2 separate regions of the Zea mays genome follow, and region 2 is linked to region 1. The links are chromatin contacts, called in public Hi-C maps. All regions are on one chromosome and are shown on one strand. The core of a region is the stretch at or near the end of the contact, and the rest is flanking DNA. Distances in the headings are between cores, read along the strand shown.

What was found. A called contact is a pair of places that touch in the nucleus more often than the background predicts.
Region 2: a contact with region 1 is called in a Hi-C map of leaf, with 6 times the contacts expected there. The contact joins the promoter of LOC100277313 here to the promoter of LOC103638097 in region 1. A contact is called at or near these places in 5 of 25 Hi-C or Micro-C datasets (ear, leaf, root tip and 1 more) and 1 of 3 datasets of contacts at active chromatin or transcription factors (seedling).

Annotation. Positions count from the first base shown.
Region 1 is chr9:22,445,951-22,451,255 of Zm-B73-REFERENCE-NAM-5.0, reverse strand. It overlaps LOC103638097, which reads right to left and starts at 1,984. Exons shown (of 7, transcript NM_001371011.1): 1 at 1,786-1,984; 2 at 378-949; 3 at 139-272. The coding sequence starts at 890.
Region 2 is chr9:22,590,633-22,595,937 of Zm-B73-REFERENCE-NAM-5.0, reverse strand. It overlaps LOC100277313, which reads right to left and starts at 3,167. Exons shown (of 5, transcript NM_001371745.1): 1 at 2,875-3,167.

The DNA of each region.
Region 1 (5,305 bases), core at 735-3,234:
AACTGCGTGTCCAAGGGGCAAAACAGACAATTCCATTAAGAGTTGAAAGAGTAACGGTTATAAATTTGATTGAAAGCGAATAGAAGGATGGCGTTTTCAGAGAAATGGATAAGGTTGTTACGGTTTGCAGAAACGTACCATGAGGGGTATTGCTCAACAAGAAGCTGAATTTTGCTGACAACCCAGATCAAGTTTCGTTTGCTCATCTCTGGTGTGGCGCCAAAACCATCTCCAAGAAGGCCAGCTGTTTTCACATGATTAAGAGCTGTTTCCTGAAAATTCAAAATAAAGTGAGGCACAGTGAAACAAGATGGACCAATAGTAAATAGAGCAAAAAAAGGGTAAAGAAACTAAGTTTCGTGGTATCATTGTGTTACCTGTAAATGATTCATTAATGTCTCTATAGAAGCCGTACGATCGGCACCAATCTCATAGGACCGAATCCAGAAGTTTTGCCTAAAAACCAGCCCATCCTGAATGATCCTACCAAAACCAAATGTATCAACAAGCATGTCGGGTTTCTTCGGCTTCCAGTCAAGCAGTGTCAACTGCTTCTCTGCTGCAAGAAAGATGGTAGTGACAGCCGCAAGAAGCATGCTCCAATCTGGCAGTTGGTTGTAGAATGTCTTGGGAGCAATGTAGGGTATCGCCTCCTCTGTGTCTGGGCTTGCATTCTTGAGGTTAACCTTGGTACCATTAACCTTGGGAAGGGCTTGTGCTTGAGCCTTGACTTGCATGTTCCCCGAAGGGGCATTAGGCGTTGCGACAATACCACGCACGCTCAAATTATCCGGTAATTCACCAGCCAAGTTCTTTGATGTTTTGGCGGATGCTGCCGGAGAAGCCCCTGGGCCAGGGAAGAAGGCTGAGGCAGCAAGGGAGCCAGCCATGGCTCAACCGTGCTTTGTGGGATTCAAAGAAGCCAAGGTCTCGCACTTGAAATGCCAACCTGAACAAATAAACAATAAAGCAGAAGCTTTTGTGAGAAGGTGTATATATTCACCATTTAGACAGCAAAGCGCCACTGTTTTCCCCTGTTTTCCATTGCATTCTCGTGAATAAGACCTCGAAAGGAACACGGCTATTGTGTGAATGGGATGGTTGAAATTTCCACTTTGGGGCTTCCAGAACCGTGATAGCTACAGAACGAAGCAATGAACGTTTCCGTTTTTTATACAGAAACTAGGAGGACGCAAACAATTTTCTGAAATTAATTAGGAGTCGGGCATAGGCCACCGGATCCAGTTGAGCCCATACGAATCAATTCGGATGGGACGGTCACTGCCCCATCCATTGCAAACCATTTCAACTACGGCCACACGACAAGTTTTGGAGGGCGGCAAACAAATCCCTACTAACCCAGAGAAATCCAACCAGCCTTCTATCTGGATACAGCTCAAGCCAGTTGGGCCATGTTCCCAACCGAATAAAACGAATCATAAAGCTCCGATTTTTCGGCTATGAACAGAAACGCGTCGCCGGCAAATCCACGGCAACCCAACACCCAGAACCGCGTCAATGTTCGTGCCCAATTCAGGCCAGGCACAACAACACCACCTAAAATCCACACATTTTGGCCCCGTCAATTTCCGCAAATTTGAACACACAAAAAAACGACGGATTTTAAAAAATAAATCCCCTGCATTAGGGCACCGATAAAACACCGCACGAAACCGCCCAGATCTACCCACGAAACCGTAATGCGGTCCGAAATCCACCACCCGAGCCCCCGCCGGCCCACGCCCTGGAAACTCGTAGCACGCAGATCGCCGGCCGAGAACTCACCGTGCGCTCCCGCGAGGAAAGAGCCCGGATCAAGACCGCCCCGCCGCGCCCCCACCTCGTCGCAGCGGATTAGATACGGGCGGATTGGACTTGTGGCCTCCGCTCCTCGGGTTCGCCACCTCACACACAAGAGAGAGAGAGAGGGGGGCGAGTTTTTTCTTCCTTTCCTCTCTGTCTTTCTGAAAAGCGGACACGGAGCAGAGCCGTTAGTGGCAACAGCGTGGAGATGTAATATATACACACGCACGGGGTACGTATGCGTAGAGCATACGGTGCTGGAAATGGCAGTAATGCCCCTAGGGATGGTTTGGTCAGTTCAGGGCAGCGGAGCCAGTGGGCCCGGATTTCATTATTAAGCCATTTGTTTTTCTGCTCCTTTTCCTTGTTCTAGCTGTCCGATGGTTCTACACGAAATTTGGTTCGACCGCACGTACTGCCATACTGGTGGAAGGTAAAGCGAGGAAAGCGATGTGTCTTGAGCGCGAGACAGCTAAGAGCGATTGGTGGTTGTTTACTTGTTTTAGAAGTGATTAGTTCATTTGTACATCATTATTTCACAAAAAAACTATCGGTTCTAAATTAGTATGCATAGAGAGGAGCCGATTAATGTTTATTCTATGTAGCTTTTCCCCTAATTTAGCTAACGGCTGCTTTAGGAACCCTATTTTTTACAAGGGATTTTTATTTTCTTAAGAAAAATTGGTTCAGTTTTCATTAGAAAAAATAGGAATCTATTGAAAAATAGAGTTTCCAAACTAGCTCTAAGTTTATAAGAAAAAAAACTTCAACAACATCAAATTAGTTTTGTTAAATTTACCATAAATGTTTTAATAAGACACGTATTTAATTGATACTGCATGTGCTAACATATTTTATGTAAAAATGTTTCATCGAAATTATAGATGATAAAGATAAAATAAATTGTAGTTTAGAGGATTTGAGAGCACTTAGAGGGAGGATGAATAGGTGATCCTGTAAAAATCAAACACTAATAGCCACAAAACTTAGTTTAAAGTACGGCTAAGTAGCTTTGAGGCGAGTTCTTGTGAACACAACAATCACAAAGAAGACAACACAAGAGACATGCAATTTTTATCCCGTGGTTCGGCCAAGTAACACTTGCCTACTTCCACGTTGTGGCGTCCCAATGGACGAGGGTTGCACTCAACCCCTTTCAAGTGATCCGATGATCAACTTGAATACCACGGTCTTTTCCTTTAGAGTATGTTTCCCGTTTGCGAGGAATCTCTACAATTTGGAGTCTCTCGCCCTTACAATTGAGATCACAAAGAAAGCACAGAGTAAGGTTGGGGAGAGCAACATACACAAGACTCAAATCTGCAGCACAACCACGCACACAAGTCACAACTTGAGCTCAAAGCACAACACACTGAGTTCGCAACTCAAATGGAGCTCAAATCGCTAACACAGAGAATCAATTGCGTGGAGTCGGAGTCTGGGAGTCTTAGAATGTTTCTTGTAAGCTTGGTACTCTCCTCCATGCGCCTAGAGATCTCTTTTATAGCCCCAAGGCAGCTAGGAGCCGTTGGAGGCCAACTTGGAAGGCCAAACTTGCCTTCTGTCGAGTGGTGCACCAGACAGTCCGGTGCACCACCGGACAGTCACTGTAGCTGTCCGGTGTGCGATCTCCTTCCTTTTCTGGCGCATCCGACCGTTGGTCCTCGGGGTCAGATGGCGCACCGGACAGTCCGGTGTGCCCAACCGACCGTTGCTGCGGGCCACGCGTCGCCTGCGGATTGCGCGGCCGACCGTTGGCGCTGGCAACCGTTGGCTCACCGGACAGTCCGGTGAATTATAGTCGTACGCCTCTGCTTTTTCCCGAGAGCGGCCAGTTCACCGCCCGGCCAGCCTGGCGCACTGGACACTGTCCGGTGCACCACTGGACAGTCCGGTGTGCCAGACCGAGCTGGTGTTGGCTGCACACAACCAACTCTTTCCCTTCTCTTCTCTTCTTTAGTCACTGTTTCTAGCACTTGGATAACCATGTTAGCACATAAACCAATTCACCAAGTCTAGAAACATACCTTTGTCTCTGATTTTCACTTCTCGCACATAAGTGCTTAATTAATGTGTTGGGCATCTAATCACCAAAATACTTATAGAAATTACCCAAAGGCACATTTCCCTTTCAATCTCCCCCTTTTTGGTGATTTATGTCAACACATCCAAAAGCAACCAAAGAAGTGCAACATCAACGCAATTGAAGACCAAATTGTTTTCGCTAATGATTTGGCATATTTGGATCACTCTTTGCCACCACTTAGTTTGTTTTTGCAAATCAAATTCTTTTTCCTATCTCTAAGTCAAACACACTTGTTTGGGCAAATCGAGAGATATATCAAGAGTAAAAATTTTCAAGTGTCGAAAACTCCCCCTTTTTTCATAATCAAAATTCTCCCCCATAAGAGACCAATTTTTTGCAATAAAAGTATTTTGGACAAATCACAAATTCTAACTCTACTATTTTCAAAATTCTCAAGTGGTTGGCTGATCCAGTTGCTTTTACCTTAATTTCTCCCCCTTTGGCATTAAGCACCAAAACGGGATCATTCTTGGCCCTTTAACCCCATTACCGCACCAAAAATGTCCATGAAGAGCAAAAAGGCAATGAGATTGCAAGTATGAACTTGAAAGTAGGTACATTAATACCAGAGTGCAGTGGAAGTCTTTTCATCGTCCAAGTTCACCTTTCCCTTTCAATGCACCTTTGAGACTACATCAGGTATACTCAAACAAACAGGTTAGTCTCAAAGAGTCAAGTTGTAGCACATCTCCCCCTAAATATGTGCACCATTTGCATATGGACTTGTGAGGTCCGGGGAGGTCTTGTACAACTTGAGCACCACAAATATACAACGAATAATGTAAATGCTTAAAGTAGCATGATCACAGGCATAAAACACATGTATGCTATAGATCAATCCAAGTTACGCGAATCTAAGACATTTAGCTCACTTCGCAACCTGCAAAATGTTTTCTCATCTAACGGCTTGGTGAAGATATCGGCTAGCTGGTTCTCGGTGCTAATATGAAAAATATCGATATCTCCCTTTTGCTGGTGATCCCTCAGGAAGTGATGTCGGATGTCTATGTGCTTAGTGCGGCTGTGTTCAACAGGATGATTATCCGCTAAGCAGATTGCACTCTCATTGTCACATAGGATTGGGACTTTGCTCAGATTGTAGCCAAAGTCCCGGAGGGTTTGCCTCATCCAAAGTAGTTGCACGCAACATTGTCCTGCGGCAACATACTCGGCCTCAGCGGTGGATAGGGCAACAAATGTCTGTTTCTTGGAACTCCAGGACATCAGGGACCTTCTTAGAAATTGGCACGTCCCTGATGTACTCTTCCTATCAACCTTGCACCCGACATAATCGGAGTATGCGTATCCAATTAAGTCAAAGGTAGACCCCTTTGGATACCAGATCCCGAAGCACGGCGTAGCAACTAACTATCGAAGAATTCGCTTAACGACCATAAGGTGACATTCCCTAGGGTC
Region 2 (5,305 bases), core at 1,918-4,417, 140 kb before region 1:
TCAATTTTATCATCTTTCATACAAATATGTAGGTTGCTCAGGACTTGGAAATAAGAATAACAGAAGTTGACTTCTTGGATATTCCTACACATAACATAAGAGTAACGATTTACATTGGTGAAATGATCTGATAAAAAAGAAATGTTTTGTTCTCTCTCTGTATATATTATTTCCCTCTTTTCTTCATATTTTTGGGGAGAAAGCTATCCATGGACAATATCTTTAATAATTTCCATGCGACATAGGTGCGAGGATCAGGGAACATATTTCTTTATACTTTGATTCTTCTCCCAAATATATACTGGTGGAGGTGCATATCTAGCAGCATTGCACACTTCATGTGGCTAAGGGAAATCCTGACGTTCCCGGTTGTGACCAAAGTGCCACATCATTTGAGGAACTAAAAGAACAAGTGAGGAAAATAAATCAAGAAAAGAGGCCAACAAAACATAAATAATATTATTCATTCATCTATAAATAATAGAAGTTGTGTACAGGACAACATGCCGACAGAATGTTTTCAGAAATTTCAGTTACATTAACCTTTAGAGTGTGTTCGCTTCAGCTGAAAGCCTGCTGCGGCTGTACTAGTATGAGCTACAGTGCCATAGCTATATCATAGCCGGACAGGCCCTTAGTGTTTCTCTTATTAAGTTATTATGAATTGAAGATGGTTTGCTTTATAAACAATGGGGCTCACTGAAAAACAACAGAAAATCATCCGGTTAAGTTTGTGGATAGGTAAAATTACTTTGTTAAACCATCATTTTTCTAATTTTGTTAACTCATGCAATCTGCTTTCGCTTTAGTTATGGAATCTTTCCCATCCTTTGCCCTGTAAGGCCATGTTCGGTTACACCAATCCAGAGGAGGATTGGAGGGGTTTAAATCCCCTCCTAGTCAATTTTTGACTAGGAGGGGATTTAAACCCCTCCAATCCCCCTCTGGATTGGTCTAACCGAACAAGCCCTAATGTGGAAGAATGGAATAAAATAAATTGTTCACTAAGGAGCCAAAGTAGCTAAGTATGAGTAACTAATTGAAAACCACCGACAAGATTTGTTGAATTGATGACCAAATTAACAGTTTGATAGTAAGGTTATTACTTAAAGACAAAAAGAAGGGAAGACCGGTGAATCTTCTTCTTTTTCTTCAGTAAATCTTTTACCCTTTGACTAATTTAATTGACGATTTGTGTTGCTCGTCCATTCTAGATGCTAAGCTGCCCCTATGAGACAGTACTAAAGTTGGCTAGGTGTTTGATTATATGCTGGGGGAAGATGGACATAACTACAGAGTGATGATATTATTGGGGGTTAAATATATATAGCCTTTTGAGAATCAATTCTCCACATACGTGCATGATCTTTAGTCATTCACAAAACCTATTCTGATATACATATATTCTCCCAAATCACACTTTGCACAATAATTCAAGAGGTTCCATGTTCAACCCTAGTCAGCTATCCGTACAGTCATTTGCTAAAGCATATATCTCCTTTCATTATCCTATTCAGAATTTCGATCAGTACTTCTGTTCATCTCTCCTGCTGTTGTTATTCAGGACAAAAACCAAACTAGTCTTATAACATGAACAACTCTGTTCCTCAGCAACAAAATAAGAGCAGTAGGGGAATATACTACAGAAGCTGAGTTACTTTGATTAAATATTGCATTCTTGGGGAGGGAATATGTATGACAGCCATCAAATGATATGGCTCCCACCAAGGCATAAAGCATTTACGGACTTCCTAAAAAGGGTCTATTTATCAAACTTGCAAGTTTGTATGGACTGTCTAATTTAGAATGAATATGCTTGAATCGGCCCTGGTATATATTTCTTTGCAGTTTGCACTGCAATTATTCGTACTTGTTACGGCTGATGGACGTCGATGTATTGCATGTCAATGCATAGCATTGCATCACAAATGAAAATATTGACAAACAAGGGGGAAATAGGTCTAATGTCTGAGTAACCAGCGTCCCCTCCCACCAATCACCCATAGACAAATCAACAGGGTGTTCTCACGGCAATCCCGAAAGAAGATAAAGAAAACACTCTCATATCGTTATCACACCCTATAACTTGGCTTCTTCAGCAGCATCTACAAACGCTAGAGCAACGTTATGCCGACGCTTTTGGCGGTGCTGACTTGAGGAGGCATCAATTCGACGCGGAAGTGCAGAAAGCAAGGGTTCATGTTTCTTTGTTATCAGTTGCAAATACTGTTTCCACTAGATCATGTTGGTTCATGATTCATGGAATGGAGATCAGTAGGGCAAATTAGAAGCCCAACTTGATCTGGTGGAGGTGAAGTTCAGCCCGCGTCGCAACCAAACGGCACTCAACTTTCTGAAAAAAAGGCAAGAGATGCCAAGGTTCTTCTAATCCCAGATAAATTTTATTTGCAAGTATTGTTCCCCGTGTCGCGAGAATGATGTCCCCTGACTACCTGTTCCCTGAGAGGGAGCTCACGTATGCAGCGTCCAGTTGCTGTATTCGTAACATATATAGAGAACATAAATTCTGCATGGCGGTGGGCCGGTGGTCTTCTCTAAAGCTACATTATATTTCTATTGAATGCATAAACAAATCAACACAGACGAAAAGCTTATGAGATGGATGAAATTATAAAAAGAACGGTTGCAGATCTTTGTCAGTCTTTTCTGTTGCCCTTATCCTAAAGCCCACGGAAAGCAGCAGAACCCAGAAAGTAGCAAAAGAGGAAAGAAGAATGCCAGGGTCAGTTCATCCTTTTACCGCATCTCCCTCCCTCTTTTGCACTGAGAGAGTGAGGAGAAAAGGAAAAGGAATGCAGCACAACTTTTGACGGTGATTAAGTGTGGCGAGGTTGAGCCTGCTCGGTTGAATACCTGAGGCTTGTTCGGTTACCGTCGCGTCGGGGATATTCAGAGCGGAGGCCTGGGGGCAGGGAAGCCGCGAGCGCGACTCCTCACGCTGCCTCATCCCAGCGGGCGGCGGCGGCGGCCCAGCTCGGCCATCCGCCGGGGGGGCGGACCTACGGAGCTCGCATTCGAGGCGAGGGGTATCGCACCCCCAACGGCCCAATCCCGATCGACTTTTCACTTCGGCTCCAGCGCCGCACCGACGCCGCCGCGGAACGGCACGATCTGTTCGCCGCGTGGACCCTTGCGTGCAATTTTTTCTTGAGTGGAGTTCTCTCTAGTCTCTTCTCTGCTGCGTCAGGGAATTTGATTATTCTTTATTGTTTTTTATAAAGTAATTCATCCAAATCAAATAAATTGCAGAACTAGTCGTGTCGCCAATTGGAATGAAGAAATTATAAATCTTCACCAGTCCAATAAGCTGTTTCTTTTTTCTTTTTCATAGTTAGATTAGAATTAAAATTGACAGAACTCACCTTTTCCACCAGCATATATTAAAATCAAAACATATCGGCCTAAGTTAGGATAGATAAATCATTTTATACATTGAGGTAACATATCTAGATATCTGGTGTAAAAAAGATTAAGATGGTAAGATTGAATCTTGTCCATCACATCTATCATCTATGGCCAGGGCTAACCATTTCGAAGAAAATGTAAATCTCGCATGACACCCAAAACGAAATTTGGAGCGAATTTCGCCGAAATTCATCCAAATCCGTTCAGGATGGAATTTGAAATTTTAAAACGATTTTTTGTGTTTTCGGCGAAATACGGTGCAGTTTCGGTGAAATTCGTTGTTTCGGACCGGAAAACATTTCTCGTGTTAGAAAAAACTAACAGGATTTTTTACATGGTCAAACGATTTTTTCGACTAAAAACATCGAAAGTCGGTCAAAAGCGCCGAAATTCAGTTTTACTTTTTTTAACTTTTTGAAATTCAAACCGAATTTTCGAAAAATCCTGGCGAATTCTGATTCTGCCAAACAACGAGAACGGGAAAAAATGGCGGGTTTTTCGAATCCCGAGCGGGGTTTAAATCCCTGTCTATGACTGAGTATAACTCCGCTTGAAGAATGTGTCCTAGTTTGTCAATACCTAAGTGTTCTTTAAAAAAAATAATATGAAATGAGGGGAATTGCACACAACCGTAAAATAGCTCGATAGACATAATTTGTTGGTAACATTAACATGTTAACACTCTTGTTTTTTATGCGAGATATGTTGCCCTATATAAATGTTTAGAACTCGATAACAAATTATAAATTTTTGTAGTCCACATTTTCTAGTTTAATGTTATGTTGGTGCCAAAATTATCAATACACTGATGAGGTCTTCAACTATTAGTTTCAACATTGATCAGTCATTTTTCGCCAAGATAGATCTTAACGAATGCGCTGTGAACTAAGATCTAAGAAGTTACAAAAGAGAGGTAATAATAATAAAGAGAATCGCTGCATCACCCCTGCCAATCTCGGGGTGGGATTTGGGAGGTGTCAAAGTAAGGTGTTGTTTGGTTCACGAAATATAACGTAAATAATAATATTAATGGTTTATGTTTGAGTACCAGCGATAACAAATTTAAATAGACCGGTATCAATTTTTAGTGTGATATCTGATTACGATTAGACTTAAATAAACATGATTTAATATTATCAGTTATCTATTATATTACAAAACATAAATTCTTTAGGCCATCGATGGGCCGCATAGAAGTCTGTCACGCTAATGCGATGGGCCTTCTCTTAGTTAGGACGTAGGAGCACTTCATTCCGTAGAGCTGGGTAGCACCATCATCCGTAGGGAAAAAACAACTGGGCCAGATTCAGCCTTCCGGGGGCAAAAGGACAGTAAATAAATAAATCAAGCAACCAAGCCGGGGTAACTGATATTTAATTTGGTCATGAGACAGATTTATTTCGTGACTATTTCATGTTATTTTCAATTATTTTCCTTCCCCCTTTGCTTGGTGATGAGGTGAGTGAGGGTTTGATCGGGTGTGGACTGTCATGTTTGTAGGAGTAGAACACGTACACTATGTTGGAATTTAGCATATCTAAGTCTATTTGTGGTTGGCTTAATTCATGTAAGAAAGTTAAAATGGTGTGTAGAGATGGCATGAAAAGTTTAGTCCTACATTGTTTATCTAGTTGGGGATAACCAACATATATGTGAGGTGCATATTACTTCTCACATGAGACAAGAGGAGACGATTGCCATCCAAATCATTTATTTCGCAAAAAATGGGATTCATAACATCTTATGTTTGATTATAATGTCATTTGACGTTTTTTCTTATTTTTTGTTTTCTTTGCATTTGGAGACTAATTATACGAAATTGCCCTATTGTATTTTTACGCGTCAAATAGAGCTGAGACAATGGATACGATTGTCGCCG